Regions from separate parts of the Columba livia genome. Here region 2 is linked to region 1. Evidence: chromatin contacts called from public Hi-C data. All regions are on one chromosome and are shown on one strand. Each heading gives the region's core, a stretch centred on a gene start, on an enhancer-like site or on the middle of the called end of the contact. The rest is flanking DNA. Distances are from core to core; before and after follow the strand shown.

The links. A called contact is a pair of places that touch in the nucleus more often than the background predicts.
Region 2: a contact with region 1 is called in a Hi-C map of liver, with 7 times the contacts expected there. The contact joins two enhancer-like sites. A contact is called at or near these places in 2 of 2 Hi-C or Micro-C datasets (crop and liver).

What each region holds. Positions count from the first base shown.
Region 1 is chr4:29,988,611-29,992,477 of bColLiv1.pat.W.v2, reverse strand. No RefSeq gene overlaps it. Among named protein-coding and RNA genes, the nearest start is that of TRMT9B, 76 kb to the right of the region's middle. Within about 2 kb of position 1,922, at least 3 of the 3 cell types and tissues checked have an H3K27ac peak away from gene starts, as active enhancers do.
Region 2 is chr4:30,280,584-30,284,700 of bColLiv1.pat.W.v2, reverse strand. No RefSeq gene overlaps it. Among named protein-coding and RNA genes, the nearest start is that of DLC1, 16 kb to the right of the region's middle. Within about 2 kb of position 1,985, at least 3 of the 3 cell types and tissues checked have an H3K27ac peak away from gene starts, as active enhancers do.

The sequences.
Region 1 (3,867 bases), core at 673-3,172:
TGCTTCCAGGAGGTGGCCCAGGTACCCCCTTGGCTCCAGTGCCCTGAGCCCTCTGCCAGCCCCACCACTGACAAACAAGAACAGAGTGGTGCTTAGTTTTCTTCCAACTACATCTCCCCAGCAATGCTGCTTCAGTCCAGCTTTTGTTATGTAAAATATGATACAGCCCTGGGTATTTCAGAGGGAAGATATCAAATCAAGAAGCCAGTAGGATTTTTGTGGCTGCATTCCAGTTTGCCCATTCTGTGTGTCTTGTAAAATTGCACAAACAGACCCACAAAAACATTATGTTCTTTCTCCATTGTACTTATCCAGGCCCAAACCCAATACTTAAACAACAAAGAGCAATGCAATAACAAATATCATAATCTAGTTTTCAGAGTTTTGGGAGGATCTACGTTAAAAGACGTCTTAGTTCCTCTACCAGGTTATTTTAATAACATTCTCATCACTGTAACGGTCACCTGATGGCTGGGTGAATGGGAGAGCTGCACAGTGGTGAAAAGAGGCAACTCAGCACACAAGAGGAGTAACTCAGAAAATACCACACAGATAACGTGAAGAACAGAAGTGGAGAGCGTGTGAAAGAATGGGTTTTCTGCTAGGGTAAGAGACCTCTGTGGATTACAGAAAAAGTTGTTTGCAGCAGGCAAAAAAAAAGCTCTATGAGGAGTAAAACAAGGGATTGCAAAGGCAAGACTGATGCTGATGCCAGTATAGAAAATACAGGCTGGACAACAAAAAACCACACTGGTCATCCCTTTTGGGTCTCTGCTTTGCCAGATCACACAGCCCAGCAGCCACGGACCCAAAGCAAAACAGAGACCAAACCAACCAGCTCTCTGGGCAGCCTGTCCCTCCCCTCTGCCATCCGTATGGCCATTGCTCACCAGTTCCTCCAGTGAGGGCTTCATCTTGGCTGAGCACAATTAGTCTTTAACTCTTTCCCTGTTGAACATGGGGTATACACTGAATTGTTAGCACAAAGCTACTGCTTGCTTTTAACAGATATCTCTGACTTCTGCATCATGGCCCTTGATCAGATTTTCTCAGATTGCTGTTCCCACAGGTACCCTGCCAGTCTTCACTGAGCTGGGGTGGAGAAGGACCCTGCAGCTCTCAGAGCAATGGTTTTAGAGCCTCAGAGATCAAAAGTCTTGATTTACACGTGCTAGTGCATCTACCCGGGCACAGTAGGTAATGAAAGGAATTGTGGTCCATGGGAATGTAATCTGTTCAGATCAGCTGTATATGTGAAATGTTCCTAGAAACTATGTGCCTGGGACAGACTCATACAAGAAATGGCCTGTTTGGTTTTCATGAAGCCAGGCTGAAAATGTTCTTTGCTTTCTTTCCTCCTGTGCTTTCTGCAGCATGCGGTGGTTCACTTTGTCCAGTCAGCAGGTTTTGTTCTGCACCATCTTTCCCTTCCTGCAGACCTTTTCGGTGCTGCCTTCCCCAGAGCAGCTCTGGTCTGGCCAAGTCTGACACAAGGAGCAGTCAGCCATCTTCAACTGCCATTATGGCCAGCAAAACAGGGCCAAGGCTACTATTTGGAACAGTCGTGCCTGGCCTGCTTTTTCACATCCATGTTGACACACTCCTCCCTCTGTATCTGTCTTTTCTTCTCTCCTCCCTTTGACAATCATTTCCCAGTTCATGCTTCTGCAATCTTCCTGCACTCTCAAGACCTTTCCCAAGGACCTCACCATGCCTTGCACTGTGAAAGGTGCTATCTTCTTTTAGTGCAATGACAGTTCAAAGGGTTGATGCTTTGGAGCTTCCTTGAAAGGTGTTGGATTCTGTTTTCCACTGCAAGGAGAGGTATCTCAAGCACCCTCCCCTTGAAAGGGTCAAATCTTGCTGGCTGTCTGCTCAGGACTGACATGAAATAACCAAGTGGTGTCCCCATAGGCAAAGCCAGCTTGCCCCTTCCCTTGTGTCCTGCTCTCCTGCCCCTTCCCTTGTCTCCTGCTTTTGGCTTTCCCTGGAATTGCTTACTCATGGATCAGCTGTGTCAGGCTTGGCGTTTGTGAGGTTTTTCTTGACTGCTGTTAAATGGAAAATGTAAAGAAACCAAGAAAATGCAGAGGCACAATTAAGACACAGAAGTAATTCATTTGGACTCATTCTTTCAAAATACTTCTGGTTGGTGCTCACAAAAAGAAAAGAAAAAAAAATCCCACCACCACACTATTTTTAGAGCAGTGCTGCAGCTGCATTTTTCTCTCAGTTCTCTTCTGCGAATGGATCCTGTTCGACCAAAGAAATAGATTGAGTGACACCTAGTGGAAATTTAAAGCTTTTCTGTCTCTTATTCTGCGGAGTGAATCATTTTAGGCAATATTTAAATCGACTTTGAACATATTACCGTTCTTGTAGAAAACAACTATATTACCAGATCTCCTGCATTTTATATCTATTTTATTAGTGTATACAAATATTCAGTATAATCACAGACAGGACAATCGACAACAATCCATTTTAAATATATGCAGGTTCTTTGGTTAATGAAGGAGTCCGTACATCCCTCACATTGAGCAGATCAGTAACACACAGCTCTGGGAGCCCCTGAAGTGCTAATAAATAAACATAAATTTATTCTGAAAACTATCAGCCTTCTGGAGTTATTGTTGCTACTAAACAAGAATTATGGATTCCCTTATTAATGACTTATGTGTAAATATTTAAGAACTGAAAAATATTTTTTTCCTAATTTTTTATTTCTAATGGGCTTAGAGAAGTTCATAATATGATATCATGTAGTGTGACTAACAATAAGAATGGGAAGACAATTTTGCTTTGTCATTGGGATTTGTAGATGCTTTAGACTCTTGTCTCAGTGGTCGCTTAATGTTCAGCATCTGTGAAGGGATTTTGCAATGGAAGACAAATGCCAAACATAGCTTAGCTGCCTGCAGAGTTCCCACAGCCTGATGTAGGTACCATCACCCATATGTGCTTGTGACTAATAGAAGCGATTGGTACAATGCTGTGTTTTACAAGCCTTGCTGAGAAATCACTTTACAAGGTCCAGCTGGAAAGGAATTAAACAGAGGGGATTCTCTTGCAGACCAAATCTCTTAAATATAATTCCCTGGTAGTGAGAGGCTCTTGTATCCACTTCCTTAGAACAGCACATCCGTTCTCACAGTACCTTCCTCTGTACTTTCCAAAATAAGTTATCTAAACTGCCAGATCCTGGCCCAGAAAATACATATTTCTCTGCCTTGCTCCTCTGTCTCAAATGAGTGGCGTGTGGGTGTTCAGAGATAATCTTATAGGTACTTTAAATGAGAACTAGCTTATACAGTAAGTAGCTGAGAATAAAACTTGATACTACCAGCACTGCCACTCACACCCAAATCCCAGAGATTTGGCTGTTAGGTTTGATAATGGCTATACAACTTGATCTGAAGTCACCTATACATATACCTAGGTCCTGAGAAGTTATTTGTAAGCCAAGCCTGTTTAAGGCACTGCTACCCAAAAGCTAGTTTTCCTACCTAAAATCCCAGACTAATGACCCCATAAAAGCTTCTGCACTCCAATTACAGAGTGATCAGACTTTACATCTAATTTTGCCTATCAAAATAACTAATCACATTGCATTACAGAATCAGCCTTCATGTTTTCATTCCCATTTGTCAAATACAACTTTAATAAATTCAAAGATTTGTACTGAATCAAATATTAAAAATTCTAATAGTTACTTAAATGAGCATTAATCTCTTCTGACTGACTGTGTTCCTACAAAGGAAAGCAAGGACTTCAGATCATAGCTGTAGATCCTATGTTTGTACTCTGTCTTTCATAACACTTTGCTACTTTCAGTTGGCCTCTAGCTGGATATGGGAAAGTCTTTTT
Region 2 (4,117 bases), core at 736-3,235, 290 kb before region 1:
ATAAATGGTGGGTGTCACGAGGATGGAGCCAGGCTCTTCTCGGTGACAACCAACGGTAGGACAAGGGGTAATTGGTTAAAACTGGAACACAAGAGGTTCCACGTAAATTTGAGAAGAAACTTCTTCTCAGTGAGGGTAACAGAACATTGGAACAGGCTGCCCAGGAGGGTTGTGGAGTCTCCTATTCTGGAGATATTCAAAACCTGCCTGGACACGTTCCTGTGTAGCCTCATCTAAGTGTTCCTTCCCCAGCAGGGGGATTGGACTGGATAATCTTTTGAGCTGCCTTCCAATCCCTAACATTCTGTGATCATATATTGAAAAATGAAATAAAGTTTCCAGCATGAAGACAAGGACGTGTCATGTCTGCTAATGTCACATTCTCATTAATCTATTTCGACTTTCACTTTTCTCCTGTGTCCCATTTGGTGTAGAGAAATACATCAATAAAGTATTCTTATTTTACATTTTAAGCTCTTTTTTTTTTTTTTTTTTTTTTTTGGAGGTGGGGGGATGCTTGTGTACATGCCTTCCAGAAAGCACAAATTACATTTTAGACTTTTCCTTTACTGTGGTGATACTGGAGAGAGAAAAGAAGATTCCTCACTAGCAAATAAGGTTTTCTCAGCACTCAAAATGCATGCTGTGAACTACTAAAAAAATACCTTGCCCAGGACCTGTGAACTTAATGAATAAACCCCTTTCATCTCCTGTGCTGTCAAATAATGGAAGTCCCTTGTGCATTACTATTCCTTGAGCATGGTATGATGCTGCAGTCCTAGGGAGTATGAGCCATCTTTTGTCACTAACCACCCACCTGGGTATTATCTGAGTATTACAGTGTTCTAGGACATTTCAAGCCATAAATAAGGCTTTTGTAACACTGACAATGTATTATATTGGAGAGAAGACTAGAAGCAGTTAACTCTATGGAATATTTCCTAGAAAGACATCAAACTAAAGATAGTAAACATGTATCTCATTTTATAGACAAAACTGATTAAAGAACAGAACAGTCTCTGTGAAGTAGTTTGTCTGTGGTTTAAGACCAAGCTTACAGTGGTGTGAAACACCATCCATAAACTTTAGAGTTCTATTAATAGTGAGATAAGTGTCACTCAAAGACGACTCTTCTCAAGGACTGAAATGGAGAGTCACTTAAGCAGAATAATCAAAATACTCTAAGCTTCAATTCATTGGTACCTTCCTAAGAGGAAAGAATGATTTGGTAGAACATGCAAGGGGCTTACACATACGTTTTTACCACTGCACATGGCTTATCTCCATCTTCAGAGATGTTATGATGTGTTCAGAAGAGAAGGCATTATAAATGCTTCAAAAAGTGATTAGGTTCTAGTCTTGGTCTTTTTGAAGTTGTTACTTAAGCCTGCTTGTGATGTGAACTGTGGTTATGTGGGTTTTGTGTCTGTGTGTGTTTTGTTTTTGTTTGTTTGTTTGTTTGTTTTTTGTTTTTTTGTTTTTTCTCCTTCAATTAAGAATACTTTTCAATGCAACATCCAATGTTCAAGCACAAGTAAGATAGCGTTTCCACTTCATGCATCCTGCTTTAAATATTAATAGGTTAGTGTTAAGAATCAAATGCTTCATGGACTTAAAAACGGGCTGCTGAAGAAATTTCTAACAGGGACCTTCAGAAGTGTATTGTACCAGCCTTGCCACTCGATGTCACTCTTCTACTTACTTGTTCGAGGCTCTTTAACGCCATGGTCTACTCAGCCCTTGAAATGCCTCCGTGCAAGTAACAATAAATGAGTTACTATGGTCTGCAAAACGTAAGAAAGGTGGGAACAGGTACATCTGTTTGGGAGGGGAGGAAGGGGGATTCCTTTTCTTTCTGCCACCCCTGCCCCCATGTGAAGAGTCAGGAGCTGCTACTTGTTCATCCTGTGGTATTAAACAATCCTGTACTTTCTCCCAGTCAAAACAAAAGTATAAGTCTCTCTTCTGAAGTTGCATAGCTGTTCTTTTCTTTTTGCCTGACTGCCTGACTGCTGCTAGCCAGAGGAAGTGAGACTGGCACATATGTTCTGCTGTTTCTTAGGTTTTATTTACAGTTTAAGTGACCTGTCATCGGAGAACCGCTAGAGCAAATGCTTAAGCATTAAGACAAACATGAGTTAGTAACTAAAACATTTCTGCTTCCAAAGAAATTTGAGCATCTATTTCTTAAATAACAGTGCCTGTAAACGAATAGGCACTTAGAGTTTGGTCTATTTAATTAACTTAATCTCATCTAAAAGGGGAAATCTGTGCTTGGGGGGTTGGGACAAGGGGTGTGGGAATGACTAATAGATCCTGGCAGTTCAGGGGTTTTTTAAGCTTTTGCACTTCAATGCTGTATCTAGTAATTCAATACAAGCCTTGAGCCTTCATTACAGAATCATAACCTAGAGCTTCATAACTTTCTATGTTGCTATTTACTTTAGAGCTGATAATATATTTTTCTTGCCACCTCTGTATTTTATTAATTACTATACTTTTTCCAGTCAATAAATATTTACTATTCTGATATTTTTCACTTTCCTGGGTCTTAGTGGAACAAAATGTAGGTAATATAATTTGATCAGAGTAATATCTGATATTAGCTGGTGTGATTTGACAAACTGCATGGAGTTATGTTATTTTGCTTTTGAAACTTTTTAAATTAGTGACCAAAACGCTGTTTTGTAAGAAAATGGTTTTTAAGACTCTTCTTCAATGGATCTCAACTGTAAATTCCCTGAACATCAATATACAGAAGCATCTTGGAAGTACCTTCTTTCTTCTAATACAATCAAGTCATATGTTGCACATGTATCTGCTGAAACTCATGTCGAAACAGACTTCAGCAGAAATAATGCTCTTCGTTAATGTGTTGGACTCTACATATTTATTTATGTATTTAACTTAACAACTGCTTTGTTCTAGGCATTTATTTACTTGTGAAATTTCCTGAGGGTAAGGTTTGTAGTAATAAATGCAAAAATTTATTATTTGTGTTTAAAACAAAGAAACAAACAAACACAACAGCAACAACAAAACAAACAAAAAACAACCCCTACATTCCTGGTGGTTAATATGAAAAATATAAATTGAAGTAATCATTGTCACAAAGAACTGTGTTCTTTTTGAACAGCTTGGATGTGGTCGTACAGTCTTACAGAAGTGCATTAACACAGTTTAGTAAGTACTTACCAGCTGAGCAGTGGCTCACTCTGGATGATCCCAGAGCACCCAGTCTGCGAAATGTGACATATTAGCTTAGTGTTCTACTACTGTTTTTAACAGTAGGAGGTGGCAAAGTGTATGCATGTAACTAGTCACCTCCTCACTATCACGATTTGTGCAGCTTGAGCTCAAAGGCATTCAGTTGTGCATTCATGTCTGAATTAAGGACATTTTTTGCATTATTCCATGGTTAAATCTGAGCCTTGAGACTTCTGATAACTTCAAAAAAATTGTTTATTTTGGCTGAAGAAAGATTATATATGTAGAAGTTTATCCTGAGGGCAAGGGGTCAAAACGAATGGTGATTTTTTCTTTATTTTTTTTTATATTGTCAGCATGTGATGACGATGACAAATGATTTCTGGAAGTCTTCTGGTATAACTTCACAAGAATACGTTTTCAACACAATTATCTATTTTTAATTATAGCTGGAGGAGTATGTGTACAAACATCACCTAAAATGCAGCTGAACCTTAACTGACAGAGCTGCTCTGAGAAAGCTTTGGTGTGGGACCATCTGTGCCTTGCCACTTTGATGGAGATGTGCTGGGCTAGAATTCTTTGAGGAAAAAGAATATCTGCCTTTGGTAGATCATTTAACAGTACCATCCTCACCTTTTTAGAGTCAATCTCAGAAGGATTTTTCAGAGTATAATATTTCAATAATGTTTATTTCCAAAGTGACTTCCTGAAAGAGTAGGAAAGAGGTCAGCAAGGAGAGAAACACAACAAAAAGTGGGTTTCCAGCTACTTGCCTGCCTATGTAGGTATGTAATGATCAGAGTTCTAAGAGAGAAGGAGGAATGCAGTTCCACCTTAAGATTAATGTATCTTGAATCACAAAACTGTGTTGCCAGAAGAACCAACCTGGTTTCACAAGGAGGTACTA